Regions from separate parts of the Mus musculus genome. Here all the other regions are linked to region 1. A link is a contact called in public HiChIP or PLAC-seq and promoter capture Hi-C data. All regions are on one chromosome and are shown on one strand. The core of a region is the stretch at or near the end of the contact, and the rest is flanking DNA. Distances in the headings are between cores, read along the strand shown. Region 1 holds the start of Umps (uridine monophosphate synthetase). Region 2 holds the start of Ccdc14 (coiled-coil domain containing 14). Region 3 holds the start of Snx4 (sorting nexin 4). Region 4 has its middle 55 kb from the start of Snx4. Region 5 has its middle 43 kb from the start of 1700007L15Rik. Region 6 holds the start of 1700007L15Rik (RIKEN cDNA 1700007L15 gene).

Region 1 (3,880 bases), core at 756-3,255:
AAAACTGAAACATTGGTTTTCTCAAATTACTATTATCACTCCACTATGTGCACAGAATTACAGTACAATACATACTTCTTCCTGCAGGCTTTTACTGATCTGTCATGCTTTACATGCACCTAAACCAAGATGTATAGCAACTGAAACTTAAGATTACCAAGTTAAATACATTTCATGATTAAGTCTGCTAGACACTCTTTTGGATTATCACTGACATGAGCATATACCTACAACATAAACCCACAAATCATAAGAGTATAAGAAATGATTTGGGGGAATTTGTTTTTTAGGGAAATAAATACTATCGTTTCCCTTCAATTGTTTATGTGTGTACACAACCAGTCAATTATCACTTATTGCTACGAAGTTAGAAGCATATTATCTATTGGGTTTTTGGGCGGTGCTATATATCTTGAGAACACCTATTTACATAAACCTCTTTAAAATTTTAATTAGATAGTTCTTGGTAATACGGTTCCTAATCATAGTAAGATTCTGGATGGTGAAAAGCCAATAATTCAAACCACGTCAATCAGGGTTTCAATCTACTCACAACAATTTAGGCAAAATGGGTACCCAAGAAACAAACCTTAAGTATGTGATAGGAACAGTACATTGAGGGCAGAGGGGTTGGTTTTTAAAAACAGGGTCTCCCTGTGCAACCCAGGCTGACCTCAAACTCACAATTCTCCTGCCTCAGCTTCCTGAATGCAGGAATTATAGATGTGCACCACCATACCTGGCTACATACATATTATGTCTTGATAGACCTCTGCAAATAATGGAAATATTCTACAGTTACACTAGGCAACAAAGTAGCCACTAGTAACTTTTAACTATTCCATTAGTATGTTTGGTCTTGGGACAAATTCTCATGTAGCCCAGGCTGGCCTTGAGCAGCACTATGAAGTGGGACCTTTAACTTTTGACTCCAACCCCAGTGCTTTATTTATTAACAATTCTGGCAGGCACACTGGCTCCTCTGGTAAAGGTTTTTCTGCCCAGCCTGACCACCTGAGTTCAATCCGTTTAACCCTCAAGACAGAGAGGGAGGGCGAGAACACACTCTGATCTTCGAAAGTGTACCACGGCACGTGCACACCTGGACACACACCCACACCCACTATAAACGCTAATACAAACTTCACAATGATCTATAATCCACACAGAGTCCCTAGCAACACTTCCTGCCATTTCTAACCTTTTATTCTAAATGCCATCTGCATGCAGTTCGGCTGGAGGCTTGTTATTCTAGAAAGCACTGCCTCAAGGCCGACTTGGCGGTGACTCACAGACAACCGACACGAGGTTTGAGAAACAACAGGCTAGAAACCTCTAAGTGCACACTTTACCCTTGCCAACCAAAAAATTCTGCCTTTCTGGTATCCACCATATGGCTTTCACTTCTTGCTACTGGCCATGCACTATTAAATCGAGTCGTTTGATCCGCTACTAATTTCTCCACCCTCCCGCCTTTTCCTTTCCTCCCTAATTGTCACTTTCTGGGGGTTAGGTACACAGAACTCACTCAAGGACTTCTCCGCCGGCCAGAGCCCAACAGGACACCCGGACTCTCGCAAAACACGTGTCTACACCGATCGGTCCAGAAACAAGGTCTCAAAGAAGCTGAAGGCTCCCGGTCCCCAAGCTCCTCCACACTCTCCAGACCAGCAGTCGGGAGGGCTTGCCTGCCTGGTCTGTGGCTCTCCCTTGTCCCCAATTTCGGCCACCCCCGCCATCTCCTGCTCTCTTTTCCCGCCACCCGGAGCCATCCCGTCCCTCGGGGCTGGTACCTGACTGAGAAGACGCGGGCGTGACACGATGCCCCGCAGGTCGATGTAGACTGGGGAGGAGAGCCCGCTCTTCAGGACGAAGCTCCCGAACTTGAAAGCCTGCACGTCATACAGCTCGGTGACCAAGGGGCCCAGGGCTTGGCTGGCGACCTCCATTCTCGCGCGCTCAGTTCGCTCTGGAAGCCGAGGGGCTTGGGGCCCGTGACGTCACCCAGAAGTCCCGCCTCTTCCGCCCCCCTTTCCGGCCCGGGCCGCGGGCTTCATTGAGTGTTCTAGATGCTTCCTGGTTGGGGAGGTGGGTTTTCAAACCTGAAAGCTAGATCGAAGCCTGATTTCCCCCGGAGGGATCTGTAGGCTTCGTTCATTTTTTATTTTGTTTGTTTTGTTTATAGCTGAGCGCTTCTTTATCTGATCCAGTCACTGTTAACAGCCACTTCCCTAATCTCTCAGGGTTTCTTTCCATAAAATAAAAATCCTCTAAGACAGAGCCTGTGGCTACCTTCTTGTATTAATTTTACAGCAGTTGGCGTGGGAGAGTTTCATAGTAATTTGCACATAGAAATCTGAAGCAGGTCACCGTGCACTCAGGGGCTGACAAACTTCCTTTAGACCACTTGAAGTGTACCAGATGAAGAAGGGTGGGGCCAGTTAGGGAGGATCAACTGACAGTATCTATTGGCTAACTGGAAGGGGAATGTTGGGCAGTTTGAAAACTCAAGCATATTTGGTTTACAAAACCCTTAGCTGGTTAAGTGAACTCCTGTAGTCCTAGCTATGTAAGAACCTGAAATGGGAGGATTCCAAGTTCAAGGCTGACCTAGGTATCTAGTGAGCCTGTGTTAATAATAATGATAATCCCCTAAGACTGTATTTTCCTTTTTGTTTGTTTGTTTGTTTTTTTCTTTTTTTCTTTTTTTTTTTTTTTTTTTTTTTTTTTGAGACAGGGTTTCTCTGTATAGCCTTGGCTGTCCTGGAACTCACTCTGTAGACCAGGCTGGCCTCGAACTCAGAGATCCACCTGCCTCTCAAGTGCTGGGATTGACTGTATTTTCCTATTTTAAGGAAATGCCACTTATCAAACAGACTGAGATTTCATTTTGTCTCTTTGTTTTCTCTAAAGAGATCGTGTTGAGCTCCCAGCGTGGAAACCCCCATAGATCCCAGCGTTTGTTTTGGGTTTGAAACAGGGCTTCCTTATGTTACCCAGCCTGATGTAGACTTCACAATGTAGTGAAGGCTCAGATTGCCCTCGAACTCACAGAGATCCATCTGCCTCTGCCTCCTGGGTGCTTGAATTAAAAGTGTTCACCACCATGACAGGTAAAATTTGTTGTCTTGACAGTTGTTTCTCATTACCAGCAACTTCAGTAAGGCCTTGATTAAATAAGAATTCAGATGTTAAAATGCTTTGTTCTTCTTGCTAGGTCAACAACTACGTTCATCTCTGTGTGCTGTTAATTGACAGAATGCTCAATAGATCAGCCTCATTCCCAGCTGTGCATCACCTGCAGACACTGGAAGCCTGATCAAGCCTCCTACCAACCTGTATGCATAAACCTGTGCGATCCAGCTGGAGCTGAAGCTGAAGCTCTGCATTCACTCTGCAGGCCTGTGGGTCACACTCAAATCCTCAGGCCTGGTGACAAGCGCTGTTATCTGATGAGCCATCTTGCTGGGCCACTGATGGGATTTTTTTTTTAAAGCTTGCCAGGCTTTCAAATATTTGAGGGGAAAGAGAGGACAACCATATTACCTCAGTGTCCCCACTGGGAGAAAAAGCAGAAGTTTTAGTTAGAAAAAAAGACAACTGCCAGTAAGAGGTAGCTCAGTGGGTGAAGGAGAGACTTGCCACTAAGCCTGGCGACCTGAATTCAGTCTATTGGACCCACATGGTGAAAAGAGAGAACCAGATTCTGCAGACCCACACACACACATACACACATTCATACACACATACATACATATACACACATACATACATACACACACAGACACACATACATACATACATACACACACAGACGCACACATACATACATACACACATACACACACAGACACACATACATACATATACACACATACAT
Region 2 (3,880 bases), core at 684-3,183, 720 kb after region 1:
CAGGCTGGGGTTATCACAGAGAAAGGAGCTTCAGTTGGGGAAGTACCTCCGTTAGATCAAGCTGTGGGGTATTTTCTCAATTAGTGATCAAGGGGGAAAGGCCCCTTGTGGGTGGGACCATCTCTGGGCTGGCAGTCTTGGGTTCTATAAGAGAGCAGGCTGAGCAAGCCAGGGGAAGCAAGCTAGTAAAGAACATCCCTCCATGGCCTCTGCATCAGCTCCTGCTTCCTGACCTGCTTGAGTTCCAGTCCTGACTTCCTTGGTGATGAACAGCAGTATGGAAGTGTAAGCTGAATAAACTCTTTCCTCCCCAACTACTTCTTGGTCATGATGTTTGTGCAGGAATAGAAACCCTGACTAAGACAGAGCTACTAAAAATAAATTGCAAAACCTTCACCTCATCATTTTAAGTAAGATTTAAGATTTGTTTTAGGTGGCATTCATAAGTATCCTGGGGAACATGCTGCCTTGTGGCCAACACAACTAATACTAAAATCCCTCCACTTGGAGTGTTTACTATACAGATGGGAAGATTTTACTTGTGGAATATGTATATGTGTATATATATGCATATAATTTTATTTATATAATGTATATATTTTTATTTTATTTATTTTTAAATTCTTACATGTATAGATGTTTTCCTTGTGTGTATGTCTGTGTACTACATGCTGGGGACCAGAGGCCAGAAAAGCGCACTGGATTCCCTGGAACTGAAGTTGTAGACAGCTGTGAGCTGATGCTAGGAATTGAACTCAGATCCTCTGCAGTTGTATCTAGTGCTCTTAACTTATGTGCTACCTATTCAGCTACATTTTAACTAATTTTTTTAAAAAGAATTATTTATTTATTTTATATATGTGAGTACACTGTAGCTGTTCAGACACACCAGAAGAGGGCATCAGATCCTATTACAGATGGTTGTGAGCCATCATGTGATTGCAGGGAATTGAACTCAGAATGTCTGGAAGAGCAGTCAGTGCTCTTAACCACTAAGCCATCTCTCCAGCCCCATTTAAATTCATTTTTTAAAAAAGGTTTATTTAAGTAGGGTGTGATAGCATACACCTTTAGCACCAGCATTAGGTAGGCAAAAACAGGAGGGTCTTTGTGAATTTCAGACCAGTATGGTCTACATTGTAAGTTTCAGGCCAAGCAAAATTATGCGCGCGCGCGTGTGTATACATATATATCCTTCTTTAAAATGTCGTATGCATATGTGAGTACCACTTGTACAACTGGTGCCTGAGGAGGCAGAAGAGAGTACTAGATCTTCTGAAATTGGAGTCACATGGTTGTGACCCACTACCTGTGGGTATCCAACCTGAGTTCTTTGCAAGGGCAAGAGTTGCTCTTATCCACTAAGTCTCTACAGGTCCCAGGGTTTTAAAATCAACACAACCCTTTTTTTTTTTTTTTTTTTTTTTAACAAAGGTAGCCATCTTACCATAGAAAGAAGAGTCAACCGGGTTAATTTCTCTCCAACTTGATTTAAAACAATCCCAAATATAGTGTCTCAAACACCATTCTCTATTTAGTGCAGCTATCAGTGGTAAAAAATACTGCCATCCTTTATCAACAGCAATTATCTCGATAGAAAAAGTAGACAGCCAAACCATTGAACACTGTTCAGGTTAGATTTCTATTGACTCTCAAGAACAAATACACTTAAAACAGTACACAAAGCTTCTGAAATCCAGCGGTAGTCCTTTACCCAATGGGCTAGCAGGCCCTGGTTCCCACTTCAACCAGTTTGAAGAATGCTGCAAAGCCAACGAGTTCCTCGCCCCGCCCCTCCCGCAAGGCCCCGCCCACATCAGGCCCCGCCCCCGCGTCCGCCCCGCCCCCCGGGCCGTCTGTTGGCCTCTCCCACTCTCCGCCTGGGCGTGGCAAGCTGGAGCACGCGGAGTCTGTTGCGCACGCCCAGGGCTCCAGGTTCCGACCCGAAGGAAAACCTTTTAGCGCCAAGGAGGCTATGAGTCCCGGCGGTCCGCGGCCTTCTTCCCGGAAGCGGAAGCTCAGGGGGCGGGACAAGGGAGGTCCGGACATCTCGGCGGTTAATTCTTTTTTTCTCAAGTATTCGTTTCCCTACGCCTGGGCTCTTCTGAGGCTGAGAGAAATGGTCAGGTCCGGATCTCGACCGGGCCAGGTGAGGGCTGCGGACCTGATGAGTCCACTGTGGGGTGGCGAGAGGCGAGGGGGATTTAGGAAGGTGCTAGAAAAAAAATAGTAACTGCGGCGCGCCCGAAGTGGTGAGGACGTCCCTAGATGAATGCTTTATTCAGGGCGGCCGTGCCAGTCTTCCAGAGCGCAGTTTGGTGTCAGACCCCGGGTTCGAAGCCCAGCCTTTATCACCAGTGCAGTGACCTCCTTCCCGCTCTGTGCTTTGCAGTTGTTTCCAATATTACGTAGTTATCCAGCAATTGTGCCTCTACAAAGCCAGTAATTTGCCCGACTTGGTCATTTGTCCGACTGCCTAATAACATCTCTATCAGAGAAGTTCTTAGGATCTTAGCTTGAGTTAATCCTCTCCCCGGATTCAGCTTCTCGGTGCTTCTCTTAACTGATCTTCTGTCTCTGTTGTTGGAGTCTCCCAGTAAGTGGCTGTACCCGCCCTCCGTTCTCAAACGCGTGACTCTTGATGTTCTCTAGTAACTGCTCCAAGTACGACAGGGAAACCCATTTTCAAGATACACATTTGGCTTGGAACAGAGCCATTTTGGATCCTTTGCAGTTCCCGCCCCATCCAATCAGGTCCAATAGAGCTAAACTAGTTTTAGCCCTGCTGTGCCCTGGGCGTTCTGACCTTTCGTGCTCCCACGTCTTTTCAAATTATGGTGGGCCTGTTAATTCTATTTTCCTTCTAGCCCTCATGTCAAGAACCGTCTCTAGAATATTTTTCCAACACCATCACATCTCCGCTAGTTGGGCGTGCTTCAGGCCACCTTCCGCATCTTGCAATCTTCCACAAATCACTTCATGTTGGACCTGGTGCTAGTCTACTACTAGAATATTTCATCTCTGTCTTGGAGATTTAGAAAGCACTTGGCATATAGTAGACTTGGGGTTTTACTTTGTTTCCCACCATTTAACAACATACCTATAATGTTGTCTTTCTTGCTAATGTATATTTTGCACTCCCCCCTCCCCCCCAAAAAAAAAACCCTGTCTTGAGACTTCCTTTTTTGAATGGTTGCATGTTGTCAATATGTCTAGGGAAATATGCTGTAGTCATCAAAGAAATGGAAGTTAAAATATTTTCTATCACAAAATAAGTATTGGTGATGGTGTTGAGAAATTGGTACTCTTGTATAGTCCTGGTGAGAATATAACTAGTATAGCTTCCTCAGAAAATAAGCCGAGCACGACAGTGCACAAGTGTAGCCCTAGTATTTGGGAACCCGAGGCAGGAGGATCATGAGCTCAAGGCCAACTTGAATAACAGTGAGATCCAGTCTCAAAAAAACCCAAACCACTTAAAGTAGAGCTAAGGTGACCCAGCCAGCTTCATTACTGGTACTTATTCAAAAGAGCTGAAATCAAGATTTTAAAGAGCTGTTTGCGATTCCTTGCATTGTTGCATTCGTCGCAACAGCTAAGACATAGAAACAACCTAAATATCTCTGAGTGAGTGGGTAAAGAAATTACGGTCACATACATCTAATGGAATATTACTCAGCCTTAAGGGAGGTCTGCCGTATGCAGTAGCAGTGTGTGTGATGTGTGAGACTGACTTAGTGGACTCAGCTGTTCCTAGAGGACAGCTGCTGCTTGCTTTCCCATACGTGTGTCTGAGGTAGCCCAATTCAGAAGCAGAGCCGTGGCTATAGAGAGCATGGGGTTGCTACTCAATAGGTATAAGTTTTAAGTGTACGAAATC
Region 3 (3,880 bases), core at 834-3,333, 720 kb before region 1:
TGCCTCCTTTCCCTCCCTGAACCCTGCGCTGCACAGGGAGTCAGGGCAGAGGCCGAGTCTATGAGCCTCTTCTGGATCCTGGTTTCCAGTGGGGGAAAATCCAAACCCACTCTGGGATTTGTGAAGCCATTGCTTACAGCCAGAATCACCTCCTCCAGACGAAGTGTTCCTTCCCTACAGGAAGCCTTTCTCCGAATAAGGCAGGGCTTTTCCGGAATAGACTTCTAGGCAGAGAGGTTCTACCCAGTGTGGTAGTGGCACTCAACCTGTTTTTCCAGCACTCAGTAGTGGAGGATAGAGGTCTGATTCATTTTAGTTTATTATTATTATTATATTTAAGTGTTTATTTATTTAGTGACAGGGTGTCTCTATGTAGCCCAGGCTGTCCTGGATCTCACTATATAGATAGCCTCTACTCAGAGATCCTCCTGTCTCTGCTTCCCAAGTTCTGGAATTAAAATCATGCACTGCCACCACCACCAGACTAGCTTGCTTTTATTTATTTATTTATTTATTTACTTTTTAATTAATTTTTTTTTTTTTGGTTTTTCAAGACAGGGTTTCTTTAGATAGCCCTGGCTGTCCTGGAACTCACTCTGTAGACCAGGCTAGCCTCAAACTCAGAAATTTGCCTGCCTCTGCCTCCCAAGTGCTGGGATTAAAGAAGTGCGCCACCACTTCCCGGCTTCTAGCTTTTATTTTTAAACAAAACAAAACAGTAGACAATAATATGGTCTCCTTCAGGCCTTACAAAGCCAGGTGTCATTTCCTCGTTGTCACCCACTGGTCAGCTCACAACGAACATCCTGCCGGCTTTAGGATCTAGTTTTCTGAGATCTCAGAAACTGGGAAAAGATCACAAGATAATGAGAACAAATCTATCCTTGTGTGATTAATAAAATAGTCTTCTGCCGGGTGGTGGTGGTGCACGCCTTTAGTCCCAGCACTCGGGAGGCAGAGGCAGGCAGATTTCTGAGTTCGAGGCCAGCCTGGTGATCTACAGAGTGAGCTCCAGGACAGCCAGGGCTACACAGAGAAACCCTGTCTCGGAAAAAAAAAAAAAAAGTCTTCTGATTTAAAAACATGTTTTCTGGGGGTTTGCCGGACCTAACTAATCCCTGGCGAACAATAAAATACCTAAATACATAAATAGTCCAGGCTCTGTAAGGAAGGAACAGGGAAAGGATAGGAGAAGGGGTCCCTGCATTAAAGAAGTCTAGAGTCTAGCTGGAGGAAGCTGGATTTAGAACAAATTATTGTAAAATAACAAGAGAAAGTGCTTTGAGCATGAATGGAACTTTGCCACCAAGCCAGGGAGAAAACTCCAGGAGGAAGAAATTGTGCTTCACAACCCGGAAAAGGATGTTTGGCAAGAATCAGTTTTGGTCCGAGACCAGGTTTTGTACAAAAATACCAACCCAAAGGTCCCATATTTAGGCTACAGTCAGTGAACATTTCTCTTCAGGTCACCACAGGGAATCTTGCCAAGGGGTAGGTTCAGGAAATTACAAGAGACTTGTAGAAAATTAAATTGCTTTAGCGTCTAAAGTTTAAACACTTACTTAACAATGGCGCTCTCCAGCCTGCTTCAGCCATCTTACCTCTCAAATCTTTAGGCGTTATCTTTTGCTGAATGCGTTACTCAACTCTCTAAAAGTTAATAATTGATGCTGCTCTGGTCTTTGCGAGGGGAAACGGAATTGTGAATGCAAGGTAAGGGCGATGGTCACAAGACAATCTCCCTTTCTTTTTAATGACACAATTACTTGAGGGGATCGCCAATCTGAGTGGCTTCTGCACTTCTTGAGTTCACTTCACTTTAGTTTCTTTATGTCTTTACCGGCTCTCCCAGATTACCAGTTTTGTAGCCAACCCTCTGTAGTCGCCCTAGCTTTCCCCTACCTCCCTCGGTCGCAGGTCTTGGCTGGTGGTCCAGCGTTCTGGGGTCTCCGCTGCCTAGGAGGAGTTTCTGTGGGCAGGGGCGGGACTACCGAGAGCGCAGGGCGGAGCTACCACAAGCAGAGGGCGGGGCGGCTGGAGTCAAGGCCCCGCGCAGGCGCACTGGACTCGCGGTGCCAAACTACAGCTATGGAGCAGGCACCTCCGGACCCCGAGAAGCTCTTGCAGCCTGGACCCCTGGAGCCGCTGGGTGGCCCTGGCGCTGTGCTGGAGGCCGCGGTCGGTGAGGAGAACGAGGGCACCCGAGAAGACGGCTCAGGGGTCGACACGGTGAGGAGAGGGGCGGCGGAGGCTTCCGGTCTGGGGCCGGGCCTAGCGGGCCGGGCCGGGCCGCCCTGGCTGGGTCTGGTGGGTGCGGTCCCGAGACCGGAGGATGACCCGATGCGGAGTGGAAATGGACTCACAGGCGCGGCGTGCCGGAGCGCCGCGTGGGCGTTGTCACGCGTGTCCGTGGTGGCGTGGCCCGCGGTGTCAGTGGGCGCGTCCCCCGGGGTCTGGCCCTGAAGAGGCTCGCTGCTGTTTCCGGCCGGCCGAGGGGGTCGCTGGGAGGCGGCTACACCCTTGGTGAGAGGCGAGTGTGCGCAGTAAGGGGGGCTTGGCCTATGGACACGTCGGGAAATAGACATCAGCGTCACGTTAAAGAGAAGGGACAGAGGAAGAAACATTTGTTGAACTCTCCATTTAGCTGTAATGTCGTTATAATGTTTCCTCCTGCAATCCCCGCCCCTCGGTGATAACTGGTGTTTCTCACCTTTTGAGTTAAGGGAGTGTCGCGTTGTCAATCTGTGAGTGCATCCATCCAAAGGGTCGTGACGGATTTGTAGACTCTGATGAACAAATGTTTAGGAAACTCATTAGCGCCCTGTATTTGAACTCCCTGACCCTCAGTTGCTCAGCCCCTGTCCAGCCATTTTGCTGTTGCCCCCTCACCCCCAGTAGGTATTCATGCTAAGGTAACCCGTACATTTTTATGATTGATGCGTCTCTAGAGAGGACTAAGTTTCGAGAGAGCTAACCAGGAACTTCTCAGCAGTTGGAGGTTTTGACTACTTAAACCATTTATGTGTGCTTATAAGTTAAAGACTTTAACTTTTTGTTTGTTTGTTTGTTTTGTGTTTTTTCGAGACAGGGTTTCTCTGTATATAGCCCTGGCTGTCCTGGAACTCACTCTGTAGACCAGGCTGGCCTCGAACTCAGAAATCTGCCCTCTCCCCTCCCAGGAGTGCTGGGATTAAAGGCGTGCACCACCACGCCCGGCTAAGACTTTGATTTTTGAGAACAGTTTTAAGGTCGCTGTAGAATTGAAAGAGAAATGGGGAGATTTTCCCGTATACTCAGTTCTCATATTCAGACTTGTGCCTTGTCCACGCTTCTTACCAGACTCGTTTATGTTATACGCGGTGAGGCCAGGTTGTCACCCAAAGTCCATAGTTTACACACTGTCACATGAACTTTTAAGTGTCCTAAAAAATCCTCTACGCTGCCTGTTCTTCTCTGTCCCTCTCCTGTTGTTCTTTCCTTTTTCTTTTCTTCATTCCTGTTGTTTTCCCTTTCAGGCATGTCCTATAATTGTCATCATATAATATGTAGCCCTCCCTACAAGCCCCAGACATTGTCGGCCTGCAATGCAGAGATCTGCCTCCTTGATATTAAAGGCATGCCTGGCTAATACATAGTTTTTTTTCTTTTTTTAAATAATTATTTATTATTATAATACATAAGTACACTGTTGCTGTCTTCAGATGCACCAGAAGAGGGCATCAGATCTCATTATGGGTAGTTGTGAGCCACCATGTGGTTGCTGGGATTTGAACTCAGGACCTCCGGGAGAGCAGTCAGTGCTCTTACTTGCTGAGCCATCTTGCCAGCCCTAATACATAGTTTTGACATGAGTTTCTTTTTTATTTTGTATGTATCTGTG
Region 4 (3,880 bases), core at 932-3,431, 660 kb before region 1:
TGACTTGGCTCAGCTTCGGTCCCCTCCTGTGCCTAGACGTACGGTCTCCCCCATTACCTCCTCTGGGAGAGCTTCCCTATGCTTCTGTTCAGAAACACCATGGCCTGAAACTGCTGAAGCTCCCCTGGAGAGGACGCAGCCTGAAGTGCTTGAAATGGCTGGCTTGTAAGTATGGAAAGAGCTCAGAGGATCAAATCCTGGTATGCATTAAGGATAGCTATAGGGACCAGGGGTCAGTGCACCCTGTGGGCCACTATGGAAGCCTCTAAACTGGAGTCCAAGTATTTTCCTTATTGTAATCTGTTTTGTTCTCCCTCATCTATCAAGTATAGTGTAGATGTGTCAGAATCTCCCGCATCATTAGATGTGGTGCACATCTGTCATATTAGGAGTTAGGGGGCTGGAATAGAAGGATCAGCAAGCAATTTGAGTCCAGCCTGGGCTACACTGTGGGACTCTGTCTCAACAAATAGTGCTTCTCTTCTACAGCAACACCCAGCTGCCTAATTTCTCGTTTTCTTTTCTCCATTTTAACCTACCTTAAAGGTATATGTCCTTTGCTTTCTGTTGCTGTGATACAAGCATCTTGGGAATAATAGGTTTATTTGGCTTACAGGTGTCAATCCATCAAGGGAGCTCAAGGTAGGAACTGAAGTGGAGACCATGGAGGAACACTGGCTTTCCCACAGGAGCACTTCAGCTGACATTTCTTATACAGCCCAGGCTGCTACCCAGAGAAGGCACCGCTCACAATGGGCTGGGCCTTCCCGCATCAATTAGCAGTCAAGACAATGCTCCCAAAACATATCCATACGCCAGTCTGATGGAGGCAGTTCTTGAACTGGGGTTTCCGCCTCCCTGGCATGTCCAGTTGGCAACCATAGCCATGCTCCCTCCCTGAATCTTGGTCAGTGAACTCTGGGGTTCACCGGTTACTTCCTCCTCAGTGATGGGATGGGATCCTCAGTGTGCCCAGCTTTTGGGGTGGATTCTTTGGCCCTTGTGTCTGTGTGGCAAGCGCATTAGCGACAACTACCTCTGCACCCCTTATTTTTGTCAGCATCTTGTGTAGCCCAGGTTAGCAAACTCCAAGTCTTCCCATCTCAGCCTTCAAGTTTACAAGCATTACAGATGTGTGCCACCATGCTCAATTCATTTATAGATTTATAAAATTGGAATCTTCAGCTGTCTTCTGCTGAGTCATTCATTCTTAAAATCTTGCAGTGTTTTTGACTTAGTGCCCCCTTGTGCCGCCATCCAGGCAGCCCTCTCCCAGTCCTTGGGCTCCTGGCTGACTTTCTCTTTATTTGTTAAATATCACTTGCTAGATTTACCCACACCCCTCCTGATCGGGCTCTCTCTCTCACCTCTGGTCCACAGTGCCTGACCAACGTAGACTTAGGTTGTGCCTGACAATGTAGTGCCTGTCTGTAATATCACTGGGGTCAGTGACAGAAACCATGAGACCAGGAATCTATAAAAAAACATCTGGGAGGGGCTGGAGAGATGGCTCGACAGTAAAGAGCACTGGTTGCTCTTCCAGAGGACATGAGTTCAACTCTGAGCACCCATGTGGCAGCTTATAACTGTCTATAACTCCAGTTCCAGAAGATCTGACACCCTTATGCCAACATACATGCACATAAAACACCAATGCACATTAAATAAACAGACTAATAATAATACTTAATAATAATAAACAGTTGGAAACCACTCCGTGAGAGCAAGTTCTCCACCAAGACATTGAATAATTACAGGACACTAGGCATTTGATGGTCATTGGTTCTTTTGATTGTGACAATCTCCTGCCCCCATATAGAGAACTTTCTATTTTAGTATGTAGAAATTAGAATTTAGAGTAAACCTCGGTCAGGCTGGCTACCTCACTTATAGGCAGTCCCTGAACTCTAGCCCAGGGAAGGAACTCTGGTGGCTGTCCCATATGGCCAGCCCTGCACTCTAGGAGTGTGCCACTAGGTGGCAGCAAAGCTAACGGACCCAGGAGAAACCTCTGGTTGAAACTGGTTTTTGTTTTATAAAAGTAGCACGGACTTTTATTGATGTGACTAAAACTAGATTATTCAACAAAATAAACATTAACCAAGCAGGCACAGTCCATGTGGTAAAAGGGCAATAAAGTAAACAGACCTTTAAACTTGGACCTTTCTACCTACATTTTGGCAATGTAATTACTCAGAGGAGACTGTCTTCTGGGGACTCACCAGGCTTGGATGATACCTCACTGTCCTACGCAGTGAAGCCTTTTGAGGGGGAGTTGAGCTTGCCTGTCCTCTAAGGAGGGCTTCCAGGGAGAATCCAGGTGCTCTACCACTGAGCCACACATCCTAACCCAGTCCTTCTGAGAATAGGATTTGTCATGTTGTCCAGGCTGGGAATATACCCGAATGCCTCCAAAAACTATTTCAAAAAGAGAAATACACACTCCACTTGGGAGAATGAAGAGATGAGAAGTTTTCACACTTTTAGATTAGAAAGATGGTATAGTATGTCCTTGTGTTTTTGTCTTGGATATTTTTGTTGTTGTTATTTTATTGGGTTCTTATACCTACCACACTTCCAGTCCTTATTCCACCTTAATGCCTTCCATCCTCCCACCGCAACACTAGGTAAGAAAGAGGTTTAGAAGGGAAAGGTATAGACCTCTTTATACTACTTCCTGCTGACTAGGGGCATTGGGTTCCGTGGCAAATCCAATCTCTATCTTCAGGACATCTCCAACCAGCAATCCAGCAATAGCAAGTGCAGCAGAGCCCAGGAGGAAGCAGGAGGAACCAGAAGCAGCCTCCACACGCGTGCTCAGGGCTCTCGCATTTATACCCTCTCAAGAGTCGCCAGAATTCCAAATATAAACAATTTTTTAGCTGGCAAAGATCACACCCCTCCTAGAATATGAAAAAAAAATCACAGCAGCTGTGGACAAACTAAAGGAACCTCTATCCCACACCTGAGATTAAAACAAAAACATGCACATAGCATAACTGGGTTTTTTTTTTTTTTAAGAAACCAAGATTCACCATATATTCTTCAACACACACACATCATGAAGGACTTAAAAGGTTGTTTTTCTGCTTGCCTCTGCTGACAAAGCAGTTGGCACGGAGCCAGACCATACCCACTCAAGCCTCGAGGACAGGGTACTTGGGACTGGCACACAGACATCTCTCTTCACATGGTCAGCCTACGAGCAGCCCGGCCCCACACTCAGTGTTTTGCGGACAGAGATCTTTGAACTCACAGCATGGGTTGGTCACTGGCAGGTGCCGGTCTCATCGTGCTTGTCTGTCTACTCCACAGCCAGAGGAGAAGCTTCAGGCCCCAGACATCACTGTAAAGCTGGAGGCTGCTCCTCCCTGCAGCTGCCAGCACAAGTCAAATATGGCCTAGTGGTCCACAAGTGCCAGTCGCTCGGCTGGCATCAGCTCTCCCCTGAGCCATGGCCACCCCTGCTCTCTTCACATCCTAGTCCAGAACCTGACAGTCTGGGGATGGTGGCCCATGCCTCTGATACCAGCCCCTGAGAAGCTGAACAAGAGAGGCTATGTGACTTTGAGGCCATCCTGAACTACGTAGTACCAGGCTAACCCAGGCAACAACATCACAAGAGCCATGCATTTTCTGTGTTCCTAGCAGGGCCTCTCATTTCCTTGAGAAAGCAACCCCATTTCCCCAGAAGTTGTGAGAAAGCTTGAGGCCAGAGAGGGAAAGTGACTTTGCTATGTTTACACACAGGTCTTCCTCATATGATAACCAGTCCCTGTTAGAATGGGAGGAAGGGTCAGGGAAGGGCAGGCCAGTGAGGTTTGTGTCTGGAACTGGGCTCAGGCTGAGCCTGCTGGTGGTGAAGGCTAGAGAAGAGAGG
Region 5 (3,880 bases), core at 454-2,953, 630 kb before region 1:
AAGGCATGTGCCATCACTGCCTGACTCTTTGTTTTTTAAGATTTTTTAAATTATTATTATATATAAGTATGCTGTAGCTGTCTTCAGACCCACCAGAAGAGGGTGTTAGATCTCATTACGGATGGTTGTGAGCCACCATGTGGTTTCTAGGATTTGAACTCAGGACCTTCAGAAGAGCAGTCAGTGCTCTTAACCGCTGAGCCATCTCTCCAGCCCTGGGTGAGCATTTTGTTTTGTTTTGTTTTGCTTTCTTCCCCTTCTTGGTATAAGATGGTTTCCAGAGTCCTCACTACCTGGTTGTTCTCTCCAATCTGTCAGTGTGCATCTTAAAATCTGACACCCAGAACCAAACACTGGGTATGAAATATCAGATGCACCGGACCTGGCGGGGGAGGGTGTGTGTGTGCTTCTCTGTAATTAGAAAGGACGCCAATCCCAGGCTGGGTCAGTCCTGGGACAATGGCATGCGCTGAGGCAGACTGAGACGGTCTCACTCAAGGATAGGAAAACTATGTGGTCAGAGAAAAACAGCTAAGGGCTAGCACCAATTTGTAGCACCCAGAAATAGTTATGAATGCAGGTTTGCAATTTACTCCTTTAGTTTTCGTTAGGAAATATCATGAAAATGTGTGTGGTCTATTCAGGTATAGTCTCTGGAGGATAAAAAATGAGGAAGGCGACAGGAGGAAGGGAGATGGGGGGGAGGGGGACGGGGAGAGGAAGAAAGGGTGTGGGGAAGGAAGGGAGGGAGGGAGGGATGGAGGAGACTGGCCTTGCTGTGATGTTGGCTGAAAACTCAGAGGTTTCGATGTCAAACTAGAAATGATATAGAATCACTAGCTGGTCCCTAGCCAGAAGCTGGTAGAATATTCTAGAAGGCAGGCAGGGACTAAGAGCAATAGTGGGTGTTGGCTTTGGTCTCCTGATCCCCCTGCCTGGAACACTGGGAAGCAGGCTATGGGCTAAGGCGGTGCCCCCCACAAATGTAAGCGGTGGTTCTCTTAGCTCCCTCACTCCCTTGTTCTTGTCTTGCCCCAGAGAGACAGGGCTCTAAAGAATGCTCTAGAGCAGTGGTTCTCAACCTGTGGGTTGTGACCTTCATGGGGGTTGCCTATCAGATATTTATACTGTGATTTATAATTAGCCAAATTACAAAGTAGCAATGAAATAATTTTATGGTTGGGGGGTCACTACAACATGAGGAACTGTATGCAAGGGTCACAGCATTAGGAAGGCTGAGAACTACTGGCCTAGAGAGTGTCCTGTCTACACGGCATGGTGTCGGACACCTGAAACCCCCAGCACTTGGTAGGTGGAGCCAGAATGATCAGGGAGTTCAAAGCTACAAAGCAAGTTCTGGACCAGCCTGGGCCACATGAGACTCTGCCTTGAAAAAAAAAAAACAAAAACACAACAAAAAGAAACAAAGAAGAGGAGGAGGTTTGGTCTGGACAGAAACAAGACAGGGATTTCCAAGGGTAGTGGGTCTGCTTCAGCTCTGACCTTCAGCCAGAAGTGGCCAGTCAGTGCCAGTCCCACAGCAAGGACAAAAGTGAAGCTTCTGTGCCCTCCACCAGGAGGCAGGCAGCCTCGCAAACCAACGGTGATGTCATCATTTGGCTTGCTCTTCATTTCTGCAGTTTGAAAGCTGAACCTGGCGACTCTCCCTCTACGGTGAGGATGTGCATACCTTTCATTCAACAGACCAGGCTCCAGATGGAAGCTCAGGGGAGGGCCGCAGTCTCTGGAGGCCCGGGGTAGGGACTGGCCCACAGGAGGGCGCCCCTGAGCCCATTAAGCAACAACTACCAAGTCCATCTTTTGTTTGTTTATATTTGATCTCTAACACGTCACCATCTACAATGACTCTATAATACGAGATTTCCTGGTTTTGCGAGTGACTCGTAATCGATCAGGAAGCGTTTGTTCTAATTTCCCTCCAGGATCACTGTCTCCTGGAAATACTCTCCTAAATTTAAAAAGCGCAGACAAGAAAGGTAGGTGAACCGAAGGCAAAAGTGGTGCCGGGGGACGTTGTTTTGGTTTGGTTTGATTGTTTGTTTCTGAGCTACCTGAGTGTGCCGAGGTCATGAAACACTGTCTCAAAATCAGACGGAAGCAGGGTCTGTGGGAGGGCTCAGCCCACAAACGCCACCCTCAAGTCTGATGACCTGAGTTCAACCCCTACCCCCAGAACCCACAGCTAGAAGGCAAGAACCGGTTCCTGCAAGTTGGCCTCTGACCTCTATACACATGACATTCACCAGTTCTTGCCCACAAGCGCACATGCAAAATACAAAGTAGATATAACAGTACAAATTTTAAATCTTGCCTGGTGTGGTGGCGCATGCCTTTAATCCCAGCACTCAGGAGGCAGAAGCAGGCTGGTTTGAGTCCAGCCAGGTCTACAAAGCAAGTCCAGGACAGCTAGGGCTATTCCACAGAGAACCCATGTCTAGAAAAACAAAAACAACAAAAATTAAAATCACACAAACACAACAAAAGAAACCGCCATAGAGGACTTCCATCAAGGGCCAGTCACCTTTTGGAGGGGGAAAATACCACAGCAAGCTCAACCTATTATTTAAATCTGTACCCCTTATGTTGGGACTTGAACCTGTGCCCTTCATAAGCACCTTCCCACCTACCTACAGTCCTAACCTATACCAGGGTTTTAAACATACGAAGCTGGCATCTGGCCCAAGTGGATCCTTCCAATCTCTAATAGCTCCAACACGCGGCCTAAATACTGCCTGCTAAAATCCATATTATCTCAGTAATACCAGGTTCACCTTTGAGAGAAGGAGGCAGGCTTGCAAACAGACTCTGTGAGATGAGCATCGGCCCAGAGGAACAATGGTGTTTGAGGAGGAATTTAAATGTGCTGAGCATGTGGGCCTGTCCAGAGTCACAGGAAGCAAGATGTGTTTGTTCATTCATTCATGCATGTGCTTGTTTAACAAATATTTATTGAGGGCAACTCTGTGTCCACAGTGTCTGTTTGGCTTTCAGGTCCCTCGCTCTGTTGAGGGAGGGACAGCATATTTATTTATATTCTGCAAGGGGCAGGGTAGTCCTGGTTAAGACGGCACATTCCCTCTGAAATTTCATGAGCTCTTAGCAGCCTCCATGTGTACAAATGCAGGCAGGAAACGCATGCATGGGTGTGATTAGATGACCCGAATACAGGCTTGCTCAGTGTTCCCACTCTATATTCAAGTGTCTCCATCTCTCTGTTTTTAAAAAGATTTAATTTATCTTTACTTGTGTGTGTAGCTCACATGTGAGTACAATTGTCTTCAGAAACTAGGAGTGTTTGACCCCCCAGAGCTGAAGTTGCAGGCAGTGTGAGTTCCCAGCGTGGATGCTGGGAGGCAAAAGCTCGTATTTTGCAACAGTAGCAAGTGCTCTTAACCTTGGAGCCGTCTCTGAGCCCTGGACCCATCTCTTGATGCATAGGCTACTCTTTCTCTCTCTCTTTCTTTCTTTCTTTTTGTTTGTTTGTTTGTTTTTGTTTTTGTTTTTTTTTTTTGAGACAGTTTCTCTGTGTAGTCCTGGCTGTCCTGAAACTCACTCTGTAGACCAGGCTGGCCTTGAACTCAGAAATCCTCCTGCCTCTGCCTCCCAAGTGCTGGGATTAAAGGCGTGCACCACCACTGCCCAGCTACTACTCTTTCTCTTTTATCCCAAGAAAGAAGTGTAGAATGCTAACCACTCCATGTGTCCTCAGGTCTTTCCCCTTCTGATTAATTTGAGCCCCTTCTCAACTAACCAACTAACCAACCAACCAACCAACCAACCAACCAACCAACCAACCGACTCCTTCCTTGCCAGCATCTGGACTGTCTTCTCTCTTCCATGCCCCTGACTTTGATAAGCA
Region 6 (3,880 bases), core at 573-3,072, 590 kb before region 1:
GCTGTCCTGGAACTTGCTCTGTAGACCAGGCTGGACTCTAACTCAAGTGATACCCCTGCCTCTGCCTCCTGAGTGCTGGGATTAACGTCACTACCTTATGGCTGTCTCTCATTGTTTTAAAGTGGGTGAGTGGAAGAAATTTAAGATGGAAAGGAAGCAAGCTGCGTGGCCAAGACTGGTATTGGAAGGTAAGCAGCAGCAGTCTGGATAAAAAAAATGGACCAGCAAGAATTTCAAGAGCCTTCAATCACTCTTACTTTGAAGGCATGGTCAGTAGTCTTCTCCACTCTGCCCATTTTAGATGGTTGTTTCTTCCTTGTCTTAATTCTCTTCAGAAACAAAGAGATGTATTCCTAGTGGCAACCCTATTCATCTTAGTCCACTGGGTGTGACCCTAGGCTTTTAGCTCTTTCTAGTTATTAGCTTTACCACAGCTTAAACCTAAAAGTTAGCTTCTTGGCTGCCAGAGGGTTTTTTTTTTCTTCTCTTCCCTTTTTAAAAATACATCTGAATTTGATGTCACTGCAGTTGCTAGAAGTTGCCAGAAGGCTGTCCTCCAGCTAACTGTCCCTTGCTCTAGCTTGTATCACGGTTTTGTTACAATTAGCATTCAGAATATGCACTGTCATCTTATTAAAATTTATATTTTTTTAGTGGAGAAGGTTCAAGTAGAGTTTATTGTGAGGCTGTGGGCTCATCCCTGCTTTTCTTAGTTAACTGTGTTTGAATTCAGCTGAACTTCTGAGCCTCAGCTACTTCAAAAGGCGTCGCGGTTTACTAAGGTTAACGCCTGAGGGAATATTAACCTTGCAGACAGTAATCTAATTCAGTGTCATCACAAGTGCATAATGCGGGAGTTTGGAGTTTGGCCAAAAAGCCTATTCAAATGAACATTCAAGGGGTGGGGAGGTGGGTGTGGACAAGGAGAGAATTCCAGAAATGGTTATGTAGATATTTTAATGTCCTTTCCCTCTCACCTCAAAGGTTATGTTTAAGTATTGCAGAGAGGTGCTAAAATAAAGCCTTGAGATTGTGAAACAGAAATCCTAACGAAGGTGCTCCATCTCTCAGGAAGTTCCCAATAACCCGATCGACATTCACTGGGCACATTAAGTTAGCTGACCTTGTACTACTGTGTGGGCACAAAGGTCATTAACTGTAAGCCCTCCCTTTGTATAGGCAACTAAAGGGCCTTGGTGTTAAATGAGGGCGCTCCTAAGAAACCAGGATTTAGTGAAGGTCGTCGAAGGGCTGCCAAAAGATGGCTCAACTAAGCAATCTTAGGTATGCAGAGATTATAACCAAGTCTTTGCTGACATGCAGACCGTGGTTTGGGCCAACGAAGTCCTGACTGGGATCTCTTGCTTTTTCTCGGTGCCCACATCCTGCATCGCGGTTTGCAGACTCCAACCAGGTTTTCTAGTTTCAAGGGTGCAGGGTAGCATCTTCCGGAAAAAGAGGAGAGGCTAGGTAAGAGAATAAAAGAAAGATCCAAGAAATCCTGGCTAAACCCTTCATCGACGTTCCCGCCCCTTCCACTTCCCAGGGCCTGGGCCGCTATTTAATCCCCATTTTTCACTTCTCGGGGTGCCAGGCACGCACCCAGCCTCAAGGGGAGGACGTCCCTCTCAGTGGCTTTCCCAGCTCCCATCAATTTCAAAGCGTTTTCCTCTCAGGCCCATCAGGGGGACCCCCAGAGCGGGGCCCAGCTTTCCCGGCCACGCCGCGCTGCTGACACGCAGGCGCCAGAATCAAAGCCACGCTTGGTCTCGCAGCCAGGTCTCCGCGCCAAGCGAGGGCCGGCGGCCCGGAGCGCTTCCTGTGTGCGATGCTTCCCATAATGCACCGCGCCGGCAGCGGCGGCGACCGCGGCGACGCTCTAGCCGCGCCATGTCTGCCTCTCGACTGCTCTGGGAGGAGGAAGAGAAGGAGGAAGAGGAGGAGGAGGAGGAGGGGGAGGAAGAGGAGAAAGGCGCAGGGGTGGGAGCTGTCGCCGGAGCTGCCACAGCAAAAGTTCTCTCCCCTCCCCCTCGCCCTCCTCGTCGGGCCCGTGGGAAGGTCGGAGCCGCCGCCGCCTGCAGTCAGTGACCGCGCGCCTCGGCGCCAGCCCCGCGGTAAACGCTCGGCCTGGCAGGCCTGGGCCCGGGAGGGCGGGGGAGGGGAGGGGGCGGCGCGCGGTCGGGGGGGGGGGAGCGCGGCGACGACGGTGTGACCCGCAGGAGCGGCGGGCCGGCCGGCCGGGGGGCGGCCCGGGAGGCGGCGGGCGCAGGCCGCGGGGAGCGCGGGGCTGGGGACGCGAGGATGGTGGGTCGGGGCTTGGAGAACGGAGAATGACGGGGGCGGCGGAGGCGAGAGAGCGGGCGGCCTCCGAGGCCTGCGGCCGGTGTCGGGTAGGAAGGTGGGATGCACGCGGGGAGGCCTCGGGGTGCCAGGCTGTGGGCGACGAGGCCGGCCAGACCCTGGGGTTCTCCGCCGTCTTGGTGCAGTGCTTTCTGCACCGCAGGCCTCGGTCGCCGCTGCTGCCTCGGTGTGCTCGTTGGCTGCAGGGAAGGGCAGGGGCTGGTGAAAAGGGGATTGCTTGCAGGAAGCCGAGTAGGAGTGCGAAAGGGGAGAAAGGGGCCGGAGGGGAAGATGCCGGATAGGTGGAGGAATGCCGGGGGTGGCTGTGGAGCAGTCTTGAGGATTCTGAGGGTGTTCATTGTGCAGATACGTTAGGTGTTTCATTATGGAAAGAACCGAAGCGTTTCCAAGGCAAGGGGAAGAAGGCTAGAGTAGTTTCTACGGATAGAAGGAAGAGCGTTTGAAGCCAGAGGAGTGCTAAATATTGGAAAAGAAGCAGAGAATGCATAATAGAATAGACAGATGTAGCATAATTATCAAATGCTGGCCCAAGGTCTAAAGAGTTATTCCAGATGGGCCAGAGTGGCCTAGTTCGGAACCTGTTTGGGCTCTTCAGTAGATGACATCCGGTAAGTGTGGGTCCCCGCTTGGTTGGGGGTCATTGAGAATTTAGTCACTTAGCCTGTAGATTGGTTTGAGACATTTTAGTGCCGCACTAGTGAACTGAAAAATCTTTGAAAGAGACCTTGAGAAACCGCCTGGCTTCTGGGCATTCTTGAGGCCACGGAGTTGAGAATTTTAGCAGATTTGGAGTATTGTCTGTTACCGGAGGGTGGATGAACACCGTCCTGGAAGACGGTGGAATAGGAATTAACGTGGCCTGGCGGTGTTCTTCTTCACTGCCTAGCTTATATGGTACCACCAGAAGAGCTGGTGCCGTATTTCAGCCTAGGTTGCAGGACATAGATTGTAATTGTCCGGGTCAAGAGTTGGTGCATTCTAGTCTGGTCTTTGAAGGCTCCATTTGTCTAGTTCTATACTTCGGGTTGGCGGGAGATCCTTTTCCATTCACAGTTCCGGGTGTACTCTTTCACGGAGGCATGATGTTATTAAAGAAAATAACATCTGCAAGCAAAATGTAGGCAGAGCATCTAGAATATCTGTTATCTTAGCTTATAAGGAGGTCAGGAGTGGTTGTAATGCCTAAGGAAATCTGAAGTGACAGGATGAGTCGAGGTCTCATGAGGAGGGACAGTCCCTATGTTAGGAAACCAAGTTCTGCACTCCCTGAATGCACAGTAGACCACATTTTTCAAGAAGGAACACTGGGTGAGAACAGAGTCTTGTCCTTTTTGTTTTGTTTTGCTTTTTTTTTTTGAGACAGGGTTTCTCTGTAGTTCTGGCTGTTCTGGAACTTGCTGTTGTATACCAGGCTGGCCCGGAACTCAGAAATCCACCTTCCTGTGCCTCCTTAAAGGCACAGCCCGGCTAGAACAATGTGTTAAATTCTATTTGGATAGTGGTCACCTTTTGTTATTAA

Evidence for each region. Promoter capture Hi-C pulls out the DNA fragments that hold promoters and counts their contacts. HiChIP or PLAC-seq counts read pairs in DNA pulled down with a chosen protein or histone mark. Capture Hi-C pulls out chosen DNA fragments and counts their contacts.
Region 2: a contact with region 1 is called in a promoter capture Hi-C map of pre-B cells, with 3 times the contacts expected there. The contact joins the promoter of Ccdc14 here to the promoter of Umps in region 1. A contact is called at or near these places in 14 of 39 promoter capture datasets (the 3T3-L1 cell line, 3T3-L1-derived adipocytes, the HPC-7 cell line and 9 more), 1 of 484 Hi-C or Micro-C datasets (regulatory T cells) and 1 of 115 datasets of contacts at active chromatin or transcription factors (cardiomyocytes).
Region 3: a contact with region 1 is called in a promoter capture Hi-C map of adipose tissue, with 2.9 times the contacts expected there. The contact joins the promoter of Snx4 here to the promoter of Umps in region 1. A contact is called at or near these places in 18 of 39 promoter capture datasets (the 3T3-L1 cell line, 3T3-L1-derived adipocytes, the C10 cell line and 11 more), 11 of 115 datasets of contacts at active chromatin or transcription factors (the 230-238 cell line, acute myeloid leukemia, bone marrow-derived macrophages and 8 more) and 2 of 9 other capture datasets (adipose tissue and liver).
Region 4: a promoter capture Hi-C map of liver shows a contact between it and region 1, with 2.2 times the contacts expected there. The contact joins the enhancer-like site here to the promoter of Umps in region 1. A contact is called at or near these places in 8 of 39 promoter capture datasets (the 3T3-L1 cell line, 3T3-L1-derived adipocytes, the C10 cell line and 5 more), 2 of 15 datasets of contacts at CTCF or cohesin (embryonic stem cells and large pre-B cells), 18 of 484 Hi-C or Micro-C datasets (B cells, CD4 T cells, cerebellar granule neurons and 11 more), 13 of 115 datasets of contacts at active chromatin or transcription factors (the 230-238 cell line, astrocytes, bone marrow-derived macrophages and 10 more) and 2 of 9 other capture datasets (adipose tissue and pancreatic islet).
Region 5: a contact with region 1 is called in a FOXA1 HiChIP or PLAC-seq map of pancreatic cancer cells. The contact joins the enhancer-like site here to the promoter of Umps in region 1. A contact is called at or near these places in 6 of 39 promoter capture datasets (the 3T3-L1 cell line, cranial neural crest, embryonic stem cells and 3 more), 1 of 15 datasets of contacts at CTCF or cohesin (large pre-B cells), 1 of 484 Hi-C or Micro-C datasets (cardiomyocytes), 11 of 115 datasets of contacts at active chromatin or transcription factors (bone marrow-derived macrophages, embryonic forebrain, embryonic stem cells and 6 more) and 1 of 9 other capture datasets (liver).
Region 6: an H3K4me3 HiChIP or PLAC-seq map of embryonic limb bud shows a contact between it and region 1, with 4 times the contacts expected there. The contact joins the promoter of 1700007L15Rik here to the promoter of Umps in region 1. A contact is called at or near these places in 13 of 39 promoter capture datasets (the 3T3-L1 cell line, HPC-7-derived erythroid cells, cranial neural crest and 7 more), 1 of 15 datasets of contacts at CTCF or cohesin (large pre-B cells), 7 of 115 datasets of contacts at active chromatin or transcription factors (acute myeloid leukemia, embryonic forebrain, embryonic limb bud and 4 more) and 4 of 9 other capture datasets (adipose tissue, liver, macrophages and 1 more).

Annotation. Positions count from the first base shown.
Region 1 is chr16:33,965,033-33,968,912 of GRCm38.p6, forward strand. It overlaps Umps (uridine monophosphate synthetase), which reads right to left and starts at 2,006. Exons shown (of 6, transcript NM_009471.3): 1 at 1,794-2,006. The coding sequence starts at 1,949.
Region 2 is chr16:34,688,683-34,692,562 of GRCm38.p6, forward strand. It overlaps Ccdc14 (coiled-coil domain containing 14), which reads left to right and starts at 1,934. Exons shown (of 13, transcript NM_172824.3): 1 at 1,934-2,149. The coding sequence starts at 1,976. It overlaps Gm35150 (a long non-coding RNA gene), which reads right to left and starts at 2,024. Exons shown (of 4, transcript XR_876043.1): 1 at 1,956-2,024.
Region 3 is chr16:33,249,373-33,253,252 of GRCm38.p6, forward strand. It overlaps Snx4 (sorting nexin 4), which reads left to right and starts at 2,084. Exons shown (of 14, transcript NM_080557.2): 1 at 2,084-2,229. The coding sequence starts at 2,089.
Region 4 is chr16:33,304,775-33,308,654 of GRCm38.p6, forward strand. No RefSeq gene overlaps it. Among named protein-coding and RNA genes, the nearest start is that of Snx4, 55 kb to the left of the region's middle. Within about 2 kb of position 2,182, at least 34 of the 459 cell types and tissues checked have an H3K27ac peak or open chromatin away from gene starts, as enhancers often do. A contact at or near this core is called in liver, neural progenitor cells and palatal mesenchyme, where this site is marked.
Region 5 is chr16:33,335,723-33,339,602 of GRCm38.p6, forward strand. No RefSeq gene overlaps it. Among named protein-coding and RNA genes, the nearest start is that of 1700007L15Rik, 43 kb to the right of the region's middle. Within about 2 kb of position 1,704, at least 90 of the 459 cell types and tissues checked have an H3K27ac peak or open chromatin away from gene starts, as enhancers often do. A contact at or near this core is called in embryonic stem cells, hippocampal neurons, liver and 2 more, where this site is marked.
Region 6 is chr16:33,378,914-33,382,793 of GRCm38.p6, forward strand. It overlaps 1700007L15Rik (RIKEN cDNA 1700007L15 gene), which reads right to left and starts at 1,823. Exons shown (of 2, transcript NR_045709.1): 1 at 1,603-1,823; 2 at 941-1,466. Zfp148 (zinc finger protein 148) reads left to right here and starts at 1,862. Exons shown (of 9, transcript NM_011749.4): 1 at 1,862-2,114.